Linked DNA regions of Dromaius novaehollandiae: region 2 is linked to region 1. Evidence: chromatin contacts called from public Hi-C data. All regions are on one chromosome and are shown on one strand. The core of a region is the stretch at or near the end of the contact, and the rest is flanking DNA. Distances in the headings are between cores, read along the strand shown. Region 1 has its middle 21 kb from the start of WDR1. Region 2 has its middle 7.8 kb from the start of DRD5.

Evidence for each region. Hi-C and Micro-C count contacts between places; a contact is called where the count stands out from the background.
Region 2: a Hi-C map of brain shows a contact between it and region 1, with 7 times the contacts expected there. The contact joins two enhancer-like sites. A contact is called at or near these places in 2 of 4 Hi-C or Micro-C datasets (brain and ovary).

The regions. Positions count from the first base shown.
Region 1 is chr4:73,443,847-73,448,628 of bDroNov1.hap1, reverse strand. No RefSeq gene overlaps it. Among named protein-coding and RNA genes, the nearest start is that of WDR1, 21 kb to the left of the region's middle. Within about 2 kb of position 1,893, at least 2 of the 2 cell types and tissues checked have open chromatin away from gene starts, as enhancers often do.
Region 2 is chr4:73,700,692-73,705,538 of bDroNov1.hap1, reverse strand. No RefSeq gene overlaps it. Among named protein-coding and RNA genes, the nearest start is that of DRD5, 7.8 kb to the right of the region's middle. Within about 2 kb of position 2,463, at least 2 of the 2 cell types and tissues checked have open chromatin away from gene starts, as enhancers often do.

The sequences.
Region 1 (4,782 bases), core at 644-3,143:
GAATGTGCTCCAGCCCCCTAACTATCTTGATGACCCTCCTTTGGGCCTGTGCCATGTATCTTTCTTGCACTTTGGGGGCCCCAAACTGGACAGAATAAAATCTTTCTCAGCTTCTTTGGATTCAGAAATGCACCACTTTCAGTAAAAAGAAGTTCCTTCTACTGAAGTATTCTTCAAAAGGTGGGTGAGAACTGCAGTATGAAACTGTGAGTTTCAGTTCTTTGCAGGGTACAAAAGTCTGGTTAGTCAAATCGTAGGATTATTCATTTTTAATTTTCATTAAATACTGCAAGAATGCTTTATGGTAAATAAGACCAGGGTTTCTAAAGATACAGATTTTCAATACTGGAGCAAACTCAAACCTCTAATTCTTGAGGATTCAAGGGAAATATTTCCAGGAGGTCAGTAATTCCCTAATCATCCACAGTATCACTTTTTTCCACCCTCCTAGAAAAGCTTTGTTAGCGACCAGATACTGTATTAGCTGGATGTTCCACTGCTCCAGTATGGCAATTTTTCCTCTTCTAAACAAGATGCTCCAGCTCCTAACTATATAGGATTATTTTCTACATTTCATTCACTAGTCCAATTTTCATTCACCAGACTAACTCATTTTCCCTGCTATAGCTGGGTCAATACGAGAAAGGGGGAATTTTCTTTGCACCATGTTGAAGGATGAGAATTCTTTAACCCTTCATGTGAACTAAGCAGGGATCAATGATACTCTGATATGACTGAAAAAAGTCTTTCATCACTCTCAAAAATGCAAGGCATGCTGAATGTGAAGAGGATGCGGCCCTGTGATTCCCAAAGAACAGCGTGCGTGAAACTTCAACAACGGGAGGACCTTCCAGCCTTCTTGCCAGCAATATGCATAGCCAAAGATATCTATGTGTGTATATCTTTATATATGCAGGCATAACACAGCGCCAGAGTTCTAGGTGTGTGACATCCCTGCTCGGCACTGGGGACTTTCACAAGGAATTGGAGGATTCCCCATAGCTGTGGCTGTCTCTCGTCATCACTGATCCCCTCTGTTCAGGCATCAGTTTGTGTCTGAAATGATAGTCCTAAAAACAGGCTGAAGAAAAGGGCAAGTGTATTTACAGCAACAAGAGCAAAAGGTTCATATTCATAAATATTGCAGATTACAGGCCTCTGCCAGCAAGGCACTAACAGCAGGCCTGTAGCAGAACAAGTTGTTTCATAGGGAGACGCAGCGGCAACGACATCTAGTGTCCAGAGCTCAAATAGGTTTCAAACCGAGTTACCTTAACCAGGACCTAGTCCGTTGCGTCTTCCCACATGAAACCTGTTTTATTTAGCCCTGTTTTCTTACCAATATCACACTTTTTTTCCTCCTTAATCTCTTTACAACTCATTCTTCTAACGGATATTGGATTTAAGTTGCAACCTCCATAGGACATGGCAAGGAATATTGCAGTAATATCCTGTGTGGATGTGCTTGATAGATAGACAGGACACTCAGTGCCTGTCTGACTGAGGTTACAATGGAAATAGCGAGGGTCAGTATGCATCATGTTAATGACACATTTTCTCTTTTTATTGGGTGTAAAAATTATGACCAACTAGCAGTGTTGCTAGTCTTTGCCAACTATTTTATTGTTATTGGTCTTAAGAATTTTTATCAATTTAAACTATCACAAGCTAGGGAGACAAAACTAAAAATATTTCCGCTATCAGGATTGTTCGTCATTGTTTCCAAACATATACAGTGTCAGGGTTGACTGCAGCCAGGATGAGGAGGGAGAGCCTTGTCTTTAGGAGGAGAGAGGGGACAAAGGGGTTTTGCGGTGGCAGAACTTCCACACATTGCAAGTGTGTGCTGGGAAAGCTATAACCTCTGTAACTTGATACATCTAACTTATAGCTTCTAAAGGGTATGGTGTTTTTGCTGTGTGCTCAGCAGAAACGTAATGCTTTCTATGGAATCTCTTCAACTACTTCCTCTGCAGAACTGGGGAAGAAATATCTCCTGTTCAGCACAAGATTTCCTGCATGCCATAGGATTTCCATGCCACTTCCTCCTGCAGTCCTAGGCCTGGATGGACAGCTCAGGCAGACTGACTGATTCAGTGACATAGAAGTATGTGGATTTCCCGGGGGTTTTGTTTTTTAAGGATTATGCCTAAAAGGAGTAAAAATAAACTTAATTTAAAGGTGAAAACAGCAGAGACAAACAGGGTTATTATTCTCCTGTTTGTATCTACTTGCTACAAATTTAAAGGAAGCGTCTATTTGGAAAACAGCCTGAGCATATCTGGTGCTCTCTGCAAGAGACCCTAATCTCTGCCGTCCTCCTGTAGCAGTGACTTTGAAGGCTTTTTGCAGTGATCAGAATTCCAGTGTCTAATTGTGTCCTGTATGGATGGAAGAAGTCTCTGGCTGTCGTGCATACTTTGAGTCTGGTCAAATAAGAGAGAGAGGTGGAAGGAACTCTTTAGCCACCAAGAAACTATTCCTAAACCATGAAGATGTTCCAGCTGTGAGAATCTCTTTCTAAAGTAAGTCAAAGGACTGCTTATCCTCTCAATGAGAATACATTTTGCTCAGAAAAGTAGAGCACCACTGTGATTATATCAGACACACAGATCACAAGAGCAAGTAAAAAATGTGAACCGCAAATAGCTTAAGGTGTAAACAGCAATGGCAAAGGATTTTTCTTTATATAAGATCAGTGACCACTGCCTGCTTATAAAACTTTCTTCTTAAAAATACAACTTTTGTCAAATGTTATGTCAGTGTGCAGTGAGCAAAAATGAAAAATAATAGCCAATTATGGTGTAGAATCTTCTCCTGAAAGTAAATGTGGCATAATAGAGCAGTGAGTTTAGTGAACTGGTAAGGACACATGAATCCAGTTTAAAATGTTCTTGAAGTCTGAAGGACTCTGTGGCTCAGATTTCAGTGAATGGTATTGCTAATCAGTGTATGTCTGCAGGGAGAGTCCTTGTTCAGAATGAGAAGCTTCAGAATTTGCTCTTTCCAGCTGCAATCCCTGTTAAATGTAGTGATGATTATCTATAAAATATTTATAGTCTGTCTCTGTGTCCCTTTTTACCAAGACATGCAGATATTCCAATATGTTTGATATTCTTTCAACTGGTATGTCTTCACTTACTGATCTCATCGTGCTTATGTTGTCTCCTGGGATTTTAGACTGAGCTTTAGGAACTTCTGCCCTACTTACCAGGCACAGCTGAGGAGTTTGTATGTTCTTGGATGCTGTTCCCAGAGGCTTTCCTGGTGCAACTAGTATTGACTTCCTGGAGGCAGGAAGTAGCAGAGATTTCTTCTCTAGAATAATTGCTCAATAACTTTTGTTTATGGTTACTCCTTACAGACCATATCTACAATAGAGACTATTTTTGTTGTATATATAAGTAGTTAGCCTTCTCTGTTGAAGTTAACCACATCTATTTAATTCCATTTTTAGAATTATATTATATTCTGTTACCACTGGTTAGTGGACTTTCTGCAGTGTCTCACATCCTTTATGGAAATGCTGGTTCAGGTTTGGCTGTTGCTGCTTTTTTTTTTACATCTGCTAATCTAAATAAAAGTGTGAGGCTGCCTGTTCTGCCTTTGGTGGGGAACACTGCCCAGCCATTGGTGTTTCATTCTTTCCAATAGGGCAGGAAATATACGAGTACCCTCTGACTCTATTCTCCTTGTGTGGCAGTACCCTCACTTTCAGGCCATCTCTTCCTGGTACAAGAATTCTGATCTACAATGCACTTTATATAAATTGCCAACATAAACTTGTTGGTCCCTACTGTGATTAGAAGGTAATGAGAACCCTTATGATGGCTGCTATTCACTGGTAGGTATAAGACTTCTCCCTTAAATTGTGCTTCAACTGTTGCTGCCAGCCATAAACTTCTGGATAATTGATATTTGGATAGTTGAAGGGAAGAACTGTCTGTTTAGTCTTGGTCCATAGCATAAAGAATAACAACGGCCTTGTCAAATGTATTCCCCTATGTTTAACTCTAAATTAATTCAGGTACACGAGTTGTCTGGAAAAGAATGGGGCAGCAGTATCTTTTAAGTTTTATTGTAGGGACAAATGTCAGGATTACATTCACTAATGTTGGATTACATTCACTAGTTATTTGCTGTATGTCTTGAAAGCACCCTTCTAGAAGGAAGATTAACACACATAAATGTTACTAATCATATTTCACAGAATGAGGAACAGGTTTACTTTATTCCCTTTCTGAATATTTGCTTATGTTCTTTTATTAATTTTTATAGCCTATTGTTATATTAAAATAAGACAGTAATAGAGTTCTTAACTAATAAACTCTGCTGTATAGAAATACTCTAGAATAGAGTTTTCTAATATATGTATTCCAATTTTTAAAAGATGTTTATGAAGTCTCTTGTAAGTGGCACTTTTTTATTATTTAGTCTATAAGATTTGGAAGAGGTAATTTGTTTTCCTGTATATCTGTTGAGGGCCTGATGCTTTTACAATTATAAGGTAAAATAAAATAATCATGATCAGAAACAAATCAATCTTGCTTATATTAGAAAACCTAAATCAAAATACCCCCCAAAAGTTAGAGCTGAATCACAGAATTATTAATATTATTGTAGGTATATTTTTTAAGAAAAGCTTTTACATTTTTTGGGCTGAAATTCTAGGAATATAAAAACTCAAGTCATAAAAATAAAGGATTAAAGTGAAAACGTTAGTTCCTGCTAATTGTGTAGAGTAAGAAAATGTAAGAGAAGAAAGTGGTAGATAAAAGATAA
Region 2 (4,847 bases), core at 1,214-3,713, 260 kb before region 1:
TCATGGAAAAGATGGCAGTATTCTGTATTAAATTATATTTTTTCTTCTGATTCTTTTGTCTGGTGTTCAAAGAACTCAAATCTATCATTCAGATATGTATAGAGAGTCTTATACGGTAGAGTTTCCAAGATTTGAGGGCTCTCATGGATTTGCTAAAATGTCCTTTTTCAGGAGGAAGTTTTAAGAAAGAGGGTGAAAGAACACTAACAGACTTCAGGCATTAAAGGCCTTGGAGTTTTTACACTCCTAAAAGTAAAATGTAAAGAACATTTTGTCTGTAACTTTACACAGTCCCTTTTCCAGGTCAGCAATTTGATATGTGTTTGAGTGCCTTCTGAATAAGGTGGCTTCTCTGTATCATGGGCTTCAGTTGCTCATTCCTCTTAAACTCAGGGAATGAAAGTCTGCAACATGCTGCATAGCATCATTCCCGTGGTTTTGGCTATCACCTTCCTATTTGTTATTTTAGGAGATGCTTTCAGAGAGCTTGAGGGAGTTTTGAAACCTGTTCTTCAGTTATGCACATAATCATGTCTGCTCCTGATGGTGGGGACATGGGGAAAATAATTATCAACCACTTATGCGAGACATGAGCCAGATTCAGTGGGTGATTTTTGGCTGAGTACCTAGTTAGCTAGCGGCATGGTTGGCCCTGCACCTTACCTCCCGCAGAACACAATAACATTTCATCTCGCCCATGACCAACACCGTCACACAATGATCTTTTCCGACACAACATATGATATTGTCCTGTCTGGGTGGCATCCATCCACCTCAGCACTGGCAGCTGACCGCTTTGGTAGCTCCTCCGTACTCGGCGTGGTAAGACACCGGGAGGGCTCTGCTTTCTGTCCTGCTCGGGTATCCTCCTCCCGCGTGCTCACACCCCGCGTTCGGGCGCCCATGTGAGCGCAGCTCCATACCCGAGAGCTACCTTGCGTTAGTGCTGGCTCGCTGCTGCGCTAAGGCAAACACAAGCTCTGACCAAAAGCTGGATTATGTCCAGGCAGCTCTGAAATGTTTACTCCTAACAGATGTTGAAATTTAGCAGAAAAGAAAAGAAGGAAAATTCAGGCCTAAGAAATTTGCTTGATGAAAGTGAATTGCCCTGTAGGCCTGTCGATGAACACAAATTGTCCTCTTGCTTGGAAAGATCATAATGAACAGATCTATTGGTTAAAAAGAAAATTAAAGGTAGAGTAGTTTTGTTAGGTTGTAAACTTTGTTGTTTGCTAGAGATGTTTCTCATTGAAAATAAAGTGCAAATTTAAGTTGTAATAATAACGTGACCAAGATAATTTATTGGTAAATTTGACAACAATGTTTTGTATAGCCAATAAGAATTGTAGTTTAGTTTATTACTTAATGAGATTAAGAAATACTTAGAAATCACATTTGCAAGAATGAAGCGAGAAAGGCTTTTAAAAAAAGAAGTTCATCAGAGCTTTTTCTAAGGTGAGGTTTCTGGACACTATTAGACTGCGGATACATAAACAGTGTTTTCACTTTAACAGTTAACACTTGTTTACTCATGTGTAAGCCTGTGACACCCCTGTCGTACTTTTAACAAGACAGGTCAGTGAGCAGCCTAGCAAAAATAATGGATGCTACCTGGATGCTATTTTATCTCTATGTGAGCTGACAGTCGGCAGGACACAGGCTGAATGAAGAGGTGAGTGTCTGCACGTAGTGATGTACAAATACCCTTACATGATTCATTTCTGCATCCTGAAGAAACAAGTCTGAGGACACCACAGACCATATCTCATGCAAAGTATTATCATAAACACATGTACACTCCTCAAGTTGCACCTGAAAGCCATGGGATTAAAAAGATCTCCAAACTTCAAGATTTTAACACAAATACTAATTTCTGATTGACTTCTATCTATTTTAGTGGGTAATTTCATGTTAACCTCAATAGTCATTGGTTAGGGTCCTTGTTTTTCTATTAGGAGGTGTCATTATGTCCCATAATACTAATCTGCCCGAGATTTGACACAGAACTTGCAGTTGCCTACGGCATATTCCCTCCATATTCCCTCCATATTCCGTGGCTCCTCTCTGCGGTCGGAGGAGCACTCCCACAGCCAGCCGTGCTCCCCATGTGGCAGCATCCACTACAGCCTACTGAATCAAATAACTTCATTACCAAGAAAAATTTGAACACATGGTAATATTCTAGCATATTTTCAAAAACATTCTTTGGTCCTTTTCCAAGCATCAGCCTGTCTTTCTTTCCTCTCTCTGAACCTCTACTTTTCTTTTCTTTGCTCATTATTTTGGAAAACCTTTCCTGTAGGCAAGAGTCAGGAACTGAAACTCCAGTACATCAAAAAAAGATGACGACTCCAGCATTTAACATCAGCTGTGCGCTTAAGTATGGCATAAAGCTGCAGCATGCGGTTATCAGGTTCAGGTGAGGGCTGATGCAAGCAAGCCAGGCTGCACGCCGCTAGATGGGGATCTGGCACCGAGAGAAAATAAGGTAGTGGGGCATAGTCGATAGATGAAATGACTCAAGGAAAGACACTATGGCACATACCTTTGCATCATGCTGTCAAAGCAGCAATGAATGTTAAACTTCCTTTGTGCACCTATAATTCTCATAATTATCTTTTATGTCTGGATAGTGTTAGAGCTAAAATAAAGTAACCTGTCCTTCCTTGGGTCATAAATCTCTGTCCATAGTACTAAAAGGAACTGCTTTAGCTAGTTATTTTTAACTAGAAGGGCCAGGCCAATAACAATAAATAGTTGCAAATTATTCTAAATTGCAATTCAGATTCAGAGCTGGGTATCATTACTGTAGGTAATTACTGCAATTGGTATGGCTTGTGTGCCATAAACAATCACAAATATCAGATAATTTGATCTGCAACATTTTCTTTGATGAATGCAGCTGGACAATATTTCCATTGATAATTTCTGTCCTTGGTTTCATTCTCTGCCCTGACAATCTGAGAACCAACTAATCCCTAAAGCAACTATTCTTTTTCTCAGACCAGTACACGTTTTACTTTTGATGAAGACTGGCTCAAGCACAGTTACCTCTGCTGAATGCCCAGGGCAAAAATAATCTTTTAACATATCTTGAAAGTTAACATATATGTAGGAGTCTTCTGATTGACCGCGCTTGCAAAAATAAAAACTCACTGGGTTCAATTGTTGTTTTGCCAACACAGGGATCGCTGGAGCAAACATCTGGCTTCCAGGAAGTATCCATTGGGACTTTTAAGCAGACCTGAGCATAGCGCAGAGCCATGCTGTTCCTGAGCAAGCTGAATGACCCTGGACTGACGGCTTTGCCCAGACTGATCACGTTCTGGGGCTGCTCCGTATGAGGCTGCCAAGGTCTCATCTCTTCCTCCCTTTTCATACGCGGGCCCTTATCGCTGCTGATTTTTGTCACGTGGCTGCACATGGTTCCAACCCTCCGCAGTTGCTGAACAATTTGGGGCATTTCCCTTGAATTATTGGACCATATGCATTCTGTCCTCCATGTTCTCTCCTTGGATCTGCAGCATGTCAACTAGAAGAACAGGAGTCCTAAAGGCGCTGGAGGTGGTGCTGGGTGCCCAGCATAGAGGGCATATTTCTGCTTAGACTCTCCTTACGCATGTTGGATAAGGAGACACCAATAGGCTGGCAAAGCTAGCCACACTACAGGGTGAAATGCCTGTGCTCAGCATGCAGACTGGCATTCAGAATTCAGAATAAATAGCTATTGCTATCTCAGGGATGGTCATTTTCCTCTGTCAACACCACTGCCTTCTGTTGGCAGGCTGACATCTTCATCGCTACTTTTTCTGCATTCTGTAACAGCACTGACAGTCATTAGGATTATAATAATAGATATTTAAGAAAGAACTTTCTAAACTCTGTGGCTGATACTCTGCTGTTTGAATGAAGATGAATGAAACCTGTTGATTCCATAAAAAAACATTTTATTGTATGTCATACTGCAGGCGAACGAAAAGCAGAACTAAGAACAAACAGTAATTTACTGATGTTTATCTCAATGTGACGAAGTTGCTCATTCTTGAGACTAGCTGTTTAAAATTTGAAACAGGAATCCTTCTCCAAAGTGAATCATGAAATACAAAATCTAATCCTGATTCTATATGACCCTTAAAAAGTACAGATCTACTCTATCAATTCTGACTGTTGAGACACTTGTAAAATCAGCTTGATTGTAGTCTTCCGGATTGTAGTATCCCCCGGTGACAGTGAAGTAGCTGAGATTTTGGGGTCCTGCTTCCTCATCCTGTTCCTTTCTATCCAACTGCTGCCTTTTTGGAGGAAGAAAGACCAGTGACAGGTTATTCATCCAACCCTCTGAGGTGTTGTCTGTGTTCCTTGAGAGGCTGAGACCATGCTGCTGTCTCCCCCCTACCCCCAAATCCTCCCCGACTAGGGTGATCTGGCCCCTAAGGAAGCTTTTTGTCTCCTCTGTGCTGCCAGATCAAGTGGCTGCCGGAGGGTTGAAGATTGACCACTCTGAGTGCAATTTCGGCAGAGCAGGAGATGAAATGTCCACTTCTGCTCAGGCCAATGGCCGCTCGTGTTTCTGCATGTGTTTCCATGTTACCAGCCCAGTCGGGGCCAGCTGGACAGTCCTGATCTCCCCAAAGGTGCTATTTTCACTGACACCAAGGGGAAAAAGGGGGAAACACAAGTGTCTTTGCCCTGGTTTTATGGCTCAGAAGAGAAGGACAAAAGTAAGCATACACGGAGTGACTGTTCTTAGTCTTCCAAGGTCCCTATTTCTAGCAAGTTTAAAAGTCAAGTCTTCAGAACAGGGCCATCTTCACTACAGAAATTATTGTTTGTTTGCTTCCATATTA